2 separate regions of the Mus musculus genome follow, and region 2 is linked to region 1. The links are chromatin contacts, called in public HiChIP or PLAC-seq maps. All regions are on one chromosome and are shown on one strand. The core of a region is the stretch at or near the end of the contact, and the rest is flanking DNA. Distances in the headings are between cores, read along the strand shown. Region 1 has its middle 6.4 kb from the start of Gm46898. Region 2 holds the start of Zfp933 (zinc finger protein 933).

What was found. HiChIP or PLAC-seq counts read pairs in DNA pulled down with a chosen protein or histone mark.
Region 2: a contact with region 1 is called in an H3K27ac HiChIP or PLAC-seq map of embryonic stem cells, with 11 read pairs. The contact joins the promoter of Zfp933 here to the enhancer-like site in region 1. A contact is called at or near these places in 1 of 39 promoter capture datasets (neural stem cells), 3 of 484 Hi-C or Micro-C datasets (the G1E-ER4 cell line, differentiating embryonic stem cells and embryonic retina), 4 of 115 datasets of contacts at active chromatin or transcription factors (astrocytes and embryonic stem cells) and 1 of 9 other capture datasets (embryonic stem cells).

What each region holds. Positions count from the first base shown.
Region 1 is chr4:147,416,355-147,419,889 of GRCm38.p6, reverse strand. No RefSeq gene overlaps it. Among named protein-coding and RNA genes, the nearest start is that of Gm46898, 6.4 kb to the right of the region's middle. Within about 2 kb of position 2,234, at least 18 of the 459 cell types and tissues checked have an H3K27ac peak or open chromatin away from gene starts, as enhancers often do. A contact at or near this core is called in differentiating embryonic stem cells and embryonic stem cells, where this site is marked.
Region 2 is chr4:147,846,435-147,849,736 of GRCm38.p6, reverse strand. Zfp933 (zinc finger protein 933) reads left to right here and starts at 1,319. Exons shown (of 4, transcript NM_198619.3): 1 at 1,319-1,459. The coding sequence starts at 1,457.

The DNA of each region.
Region 1 (3,535 bases), core at 985-3,484:
GTAATAGCAGGGCTCTTAATTTCCAGTTCCTTGTGGCACTGTGAATGAACTCAGAGCCTTAAATATGTTAGGCAAGTGACCAACTACTGAGTTACATCTCCAGTTCTTGTTCTTATTTCTTTAACTAGTTAAATACATTCTTTGCTGATTACATGCATGCATGCAACACATTCTGACTACTCTTAAACCCCCATACTCTCATCCTATATGTTAATAAGATCCTCCAGTGACTCATTCACATAGTACAGTGTAGAAAGTATAGATCTAATCGCACATTTGTCAAGGCACAAGTCAAAACAAAACAAAACAAAACAAAACAAACAAAACAAAAACAAAAACAATCCTCCATTTAGCATGAAGATATAAAAACAAGACAGGTCTGGGAGAAGAGCTAAGAGGTAGGTCGTTTGAGTTCCTCAGCTATGTGTGATGAGGTGTTAAAAGGAGAACTGTTCAGGCCTCAGTGAGATGCAGCAATGCTGTACACTGGAGAAAGAGCTCAGCTAGGATCCATGTCTGCCACAAAAGCCACCCTAAGAGTGTGTCCACTCTCGCTTGCAGGGGAGTTGAGAAAAAGCAGGGAGAAGACGAGGAAGTGAAAGACCCACAACGTGAGGACTCCCCCACGTTCTGACTCAGGAGAGGCGACATCCCAAAATCACCAACGAGAAACGGTCTTGCTGCAAATTGCAAGAGGATTTTTATTCAAGAGCGCTCTCGGGCCCACGGTCATACACCACGCAAGGGTAGAGGACCGTGGCGCCCTGAGTAGCTGAGTAAGGGGGTATTTAAAGGAAGGAACCACAACTCAAGGAGGTGGGAAGGACGTTGTTGGAAAATACCAAAAATACCAGTTAAGAGTCACAAGGAAGTACAAAGTCACAAGTGTCAGGTTATCTCTCAAGACAGTTTCTAAGAGCCACTAACAATCTAAGAGCCCCTAGCAATAGCACCTTTGCATAGTGGGTTCCAGCAATGGTCAGGGTGACTTTCTTTGAATGAACACTCTTTGAACCCAGGAAGTGGGTGGGTGGATGAAGGAATGTCGCTATCTGTTTTATGATTAGCATATCTTGGAGCCCTGAGTTTACTACTCTTTCAGAAGACAGAAGATTTATCAATCCCCAAAGTTGATAAATTTTGCCTCAAGAGACAAGCAAAATCAAGACTTTCCAAAAATCTAGCTTCCAGGAAATTAATGAATATCCTCAATTAATTTCAGGACGACAGTAGTGAATATCTGTTAGCTGGTTATCCTGAATCAAGAAAGAAATGTGGGTTCCAACTCAAGACAACCTAACCCCTCTTATCAGCTTTGAAGTTTTTTTCTGGAGTTGCTGGCAAGGAGACTGGAAAAGAGGAAATCCAGACAGAGAGATCTTTTTATATCTTGTGCTCTGGGCAGCAGCATCTCCAGCCTTAACAGCAACTGTATTTCAGAACCGAGAGAGTAAACCTATTTGAGCAGTGCTTCCCAGTCCCCGCACCCATCCCCGCGTAAATTTCCTGTCTCTTAGTCCTATGGAAGGGGGTTCTCCTTTCGCAGGCGCTTCCTTTAAAAAAAAAAAAAAAAGTCAGCAGGAAGAAGATACATTTGAAAAGGAAGTGAACAAAAACCAAAGCAAAACCAGAGTTAGGTTTCAGTGCAAGGCCCACCGGGGATTTAAAGAGGAAAGGCGGGCTGTATGTGTAATGTGCGATGCCACACTGTCCTTTCCTAAACTGTGATGACAGAATTCTGAAATGTCTGAAGTTACTTACATACCTCAGACTGTGGTGGGAGGAAAGAGATAACGGTTTCTTTTCAGAGAATAAACAGAATGTTTTATAGCGGCGGTACAGAAAGCCAAAGGTCATTCACTACAACACGAAGCTGCTTAATCTGGCCTCGCATTGCTATCACAGTTAGGGCCAGAGCCTTGGCACTGACGGTCAGCTATTCGTTCTTAGAAAGTCTATATTTAAAAACCTAACGTAAAAAAGCAAAGGAGAATCAATCATACCGTGGAAAGGAGGGCAAAGAAATCCACAGACGGATGGAGGGGACACCACACACACACACACACACACACACACACACACACACACACACACACACACACACACACACACATACACACACCCCGCTACTCCCCCCCCCGTCCCGCCCCCGCCCCCCCCCCCCAACCCCAGCCATCCTCAAGCTTCAGGTTCCTAATGGTCTGGCCAATCACTGCTGTCTGAGATCCAAGCTTTCTGGTGGGTCATCTGAGAAGTTGTAAATCTTGCTCAAGGGGATAATTCTTTGTCAAGCTGAAATGTCTTCCTGGCTTCCTCTCAGCTTTTTCTTTCTCCCAGCATGAGAGATTCTTGGGTAAATTGTAATTTCTTTGGGGCTATTGTTTCAATAGTCTGACAGCCAAAAGGGCAGGCACAAGTGTCTTTAAAGTATCCTCTTCCTGCCAGGCATTCCTGGTTACAGCATCAAAACTATACATAATCCAAAGCAAAGGAAAAAATGTTCAATGCAGTTAAAAAGCCTTAACCAAGTCTCTGTGGTCAGCTTTAATACTATGTCGTCTTTATGACCAAATCCTACCGCCTCTGTACACTTCTCCCCACCAAGTCCACAAACTGATAGGTTTTGGATTTGAGGTTGGTGATTCCAGGGGACACAGATCGATGACTGGGGACTGAGGAGTTTATTATGAGAGTTATTCATGCCGTGAACACACAGACAGGAGCAGCAGAATGCCAGGGGCTCTCAGAAGAGTTTGGGTCTCAAACACTAGTGACCTCATGGGGAAGTTTCTACAGAGAATAAGAGCCCTACACGCAGAAGAGGTAGTCTCTTCCCATACATTTTTAGGAAGTGGGGTTCACAACAAGAGTTTACAGTCAGGCTCTCAGATTCCCAGGCAGGAAGCAGAGGAAGGGGTGGAGGACAAACTGTGACAAGTCTTTGGTGTAGTTGCACTTCCCAGGTGAACCTGTTAGCAAGAGACACACAAAGTACCAGAAGCCTGACTGTCAGTATCTGTGAGAGGAGTCTGCAGAGGCTGGGATCTAACAGTATATCCTTACACAAACCACTAAGTTCCAAGTGAGCTGAAGGGAACGCACTGGCTGGGCATCAAAGAGCGTCCCTTCTGCATGGAGACAATGCTAGCTTTATAAGTATAAGCTGATTGTGTTTACAGGCAGAAGCTTCCTCCTTACAGCCACAGCTGTCAATGACTCTCTAATTCTCCAATCCTGTAGCAGACTTCCCAGGTGCCCAGCTCTCAGGAGAATGGCAAGTGTCATTCACACTTCCCCAAGGTTACCAGACTCCTAGGACATCAGAGGGCTACGGGTATAATGGATCCACCTCAACTAGATGTTCTTTTCCCCTTCAGCATTCTCAGAGTCATGCAATCCTTCTCCAGAATGCAGGGCCACCTCCCTTGTGACCTGGGAATCAAGGACAGCTTGGCTCACACTGAGGATGACTCATTAAGCATATGACATGAGACCTTTCCCTCCCACTGAGACCTATAAGGGACTCCAGTTCTGC
Region 2 (3,302 bases), core at 70-2,569, 430 kb before region 1:
TTAAAGGCATGTACCATCATATGCTGCTAAACTAGCCTATCACTTCCAACCCAGTCTCTCCTGCAAGGAGGACTGACCAGTCAGAACTCTCCGATTCTAATTTCTGCCCCGAGGAATGGCAGCCTTTTTCCTTCTCCAAGCTTGTGATTCCTGGGACAATTGCAGTTTCAGCCATCCTAGGAAGCCATCCTCAGCCCTCAGGTGCTGGCCACAGGGAAATCCCTGGTCACCCACAGCCCTTCTTCCTCTCTATGGACAGAACTCTGAGTCCTAAAAAGGTAAGAAGATGCATCCTCCATGTGTTCACAGAGAGGCAAAGGCAAAAAGCCTGGGGAATGTTCAACAAGGATGAACTCAGTGGCTTATCTTTTATGGGACGATCTTGAGTTTAGAACAGGCTAGAGCACAGGAAGGAAGAGCTGAGGAGGGTCTCCACATCTCCCCCATTGCAGACATTTCCTAGTTATAATGTCCAGCGTACAACCTTCCATGCGACTACCATGATTTCACAGGAAGCCAGTAAAGTCATTCACACTTTGGCCAAGCCTTGACTCTTCCACAGGCTGGCACTACAAGGTTCCTTTCTGCAGTCCTGGCTGTTCTAGAATTCTCTCTATAGATCAAGTTGGCCTCAAGGTCAAGCGATCCCTCTACCTATGCTAAACCATGTCTGCCTTCATTTCTCGTTCTTGATGCTGGACAGAGACCCCATCACTCCTCCATCATGTATTGTCGCTGAGGCCATTTCAGGTTTAACTAGAATTTGATTTCCTTGATCAAGAATTCTAGGAAAATTACTCAACTCCACTTCTAGGAACCCAAGGTCAGGATATCCTTGCTAACTTATCTCAACCTGTTTGTGCTGGAACCCCCTCTGGCTAACTGCTTATCTTAGCTTCTACTAGAGACTGCTTGTTTCTGTGAGGATTCTACTTTGGTTGCCAGATGTAAAAATCTGGAGCTAGGGCACTCAGTGCCCTCGGCAGCTCAGCTCACTCTCCAGTGTACGTATTGAAGAGAGACTGTGGGGTAGAGTTATCGTCCTATGAACCTCTGTACGCTAATCCTGATTTTTGCTGGAAATAGACCAACTCAACAATTTTGAACCAAATTTAAAGCAGGCATTTATTAAATATTAAATACTGACCAAGAGACAGACCTGGGTCAGTAAAATTCCCCCGGAATTTGCCAGCGCGAACGGCCTCAGTCACGTGTTACAGCGGTTTCTTTTTAGATATTCAACTAGACCACCGTACTTTCCCATGAGCCTTTGTTATTTCCAAAGAACTACAATTCCCAGCATTCCAGGAACTTACGTAGTTCCGGGGCAGAGGAGGCTTCCAGGTTAATTTTGAGAATTACAGATGCAAGCTCTCCACCTTGATTTCAGGAGGAAGAAGGGGAAGTTAGTAGTGGGTGGTCTGAGGGACGCTCAGGCAAGGTCCTAAGTCTCGACATGGTGAGTACAGGGTCACTGCCCATATCGGGGAGGAGCAGGCGGATGAACCTGGGGAGCTGGTGTGGTGGGTTCTCCTCGGGACTGGGTGGTAAGCGGAGGCCAGATGTGGCCACCTGTGGGGTCTGTTTTAGTTCTAGTCATTCCCTGGACCCGGTAGTGGGCTCTGAATAACGTCACTATCCGGACTGCTTCTGCGCCAAGCATTTGGAGTAAGGACTTGTGTGCAGGATCATCCTTGGCAAGATGCCAAACTCGAAGAGACCTGGTTTCTCACAGTATCTTCTACAACTTTTTTCCTTTAGCATTTAACGTTTAGTTGTAAGGTCCATTTGGAGTTCATTTTGTGGCGGTTGTAAAAGGTGTCTCACGTGTTGGGTAACACTACAATGTTAATCTGTGATGTAGAAGAATAGGATTTATGATGTAAAGGAATTGCAGTGCTTAGGAGAGGGTAAGTCACACCACATAGAATTTAGATAAGTGAGGATGCCATCTAAAACACCCTACAGATGGGTACTATGCTAACCATGTCTGTTAGATAGGATGCTAGGATACACATTTTTGTTCACTAGGATTGTCCAGAAATATGGCTGAAGAGCAGAACAAAGGAGACAAACCAGATTTACAACCAGCTGCTAGGCCATTCCCATTGATAAGTTATTTGTTCTCTGCTGCTCAAATGAGCCAGTTCAAGCCAGCTTGGATTATATTAAATGTCAGTTTATTGGGAAGCCGCTCTTGTTCACTGGCCCCAAGGACCGAGGTCAAGGAAGTTACCATGGTGAGAGAGGGAGGCAGAGAAAGAGAAAGCAGGCAGGGGACAGAGAGAATAGGAGAAAAAGAGAAAGTGAGAAGAGAGCAAGAGAGAGAGAGAGAGAGAGAGAGAGAGAGAGAGAGAGAGAGAGAGAGAGAGAGAGAGAGAGAGATTGCAACATGAGCAAGACTACACTGTTGTCAATTTCTTGCAAAGGAACAACTCTGTAGTGTTGAGGGCTGTTTTTTTTTTTTTTTTTCAAGTAAGGCTTTCCATGTGATGGGGGGGGGTGGGGAGAGAGAGAGAGAGAGAGAGAGAGAGAGAGAGAGAGAGAGAAAGATTTTGAATTAGTCAGTGTGGAGAGGAGTTTTGAGTCAGAACAGCTGAGTTGACCAGCCAGCAAGAGTTCAGGAAAATCTAGGAAAGGCGAGCTTATTCAGCAGTAAATCTCTGAAGCTGGGATTGTCCAGAGACTAGAAACCTTCAGGACTAGGCTAGGTAAATAGGCTGAGTCAGTAAGCCTCAGAGAAGACAGTTACCTCAGGTGAATAAAATCATTTATACAGAGCTCCTTCTCTAAAGCAAGGATATATGCTTGGGAAAGCTGGTAATGGTCTGCAGCCAGGACCTGTGGGGAGAGGTTGTGTCAGATCCTGAGAACCCAACTCTTGCCACCACGTGGGGCTGTGGTTGTTAGTCCCAAGTCCACTGTTGGCTTGTTCAGTAATGTTCCTGATGTATCCTGTGTTCCCTATGACCAGCATGAATTTGATAGACTCCTCCTGAGTTTGTCCCATTGTATGATAGTTTCTGCTGACTTCATAGAAGTCTCCCATTTCTTTCCGTGTTTCCCCTGTAAGTAGTATACAAGATGCTATTCTTCTTAAGAAGCTTACTCCAGGAGATACAGCTTGTGCAAGACCTTTATTGTAGGATATCTGATCATACCGTGAAACCTGAGTGTAACAAGATTAAGTAAACCATGGGTCAAGAAGTGCCAGAAGCAACCAGCTGACAGGAAGGGAACCTAGGATTATTAAGTAAAAGTCACAGAGAGTAAGAGGGAATTGGGAGCAAAGACAGAGAGAT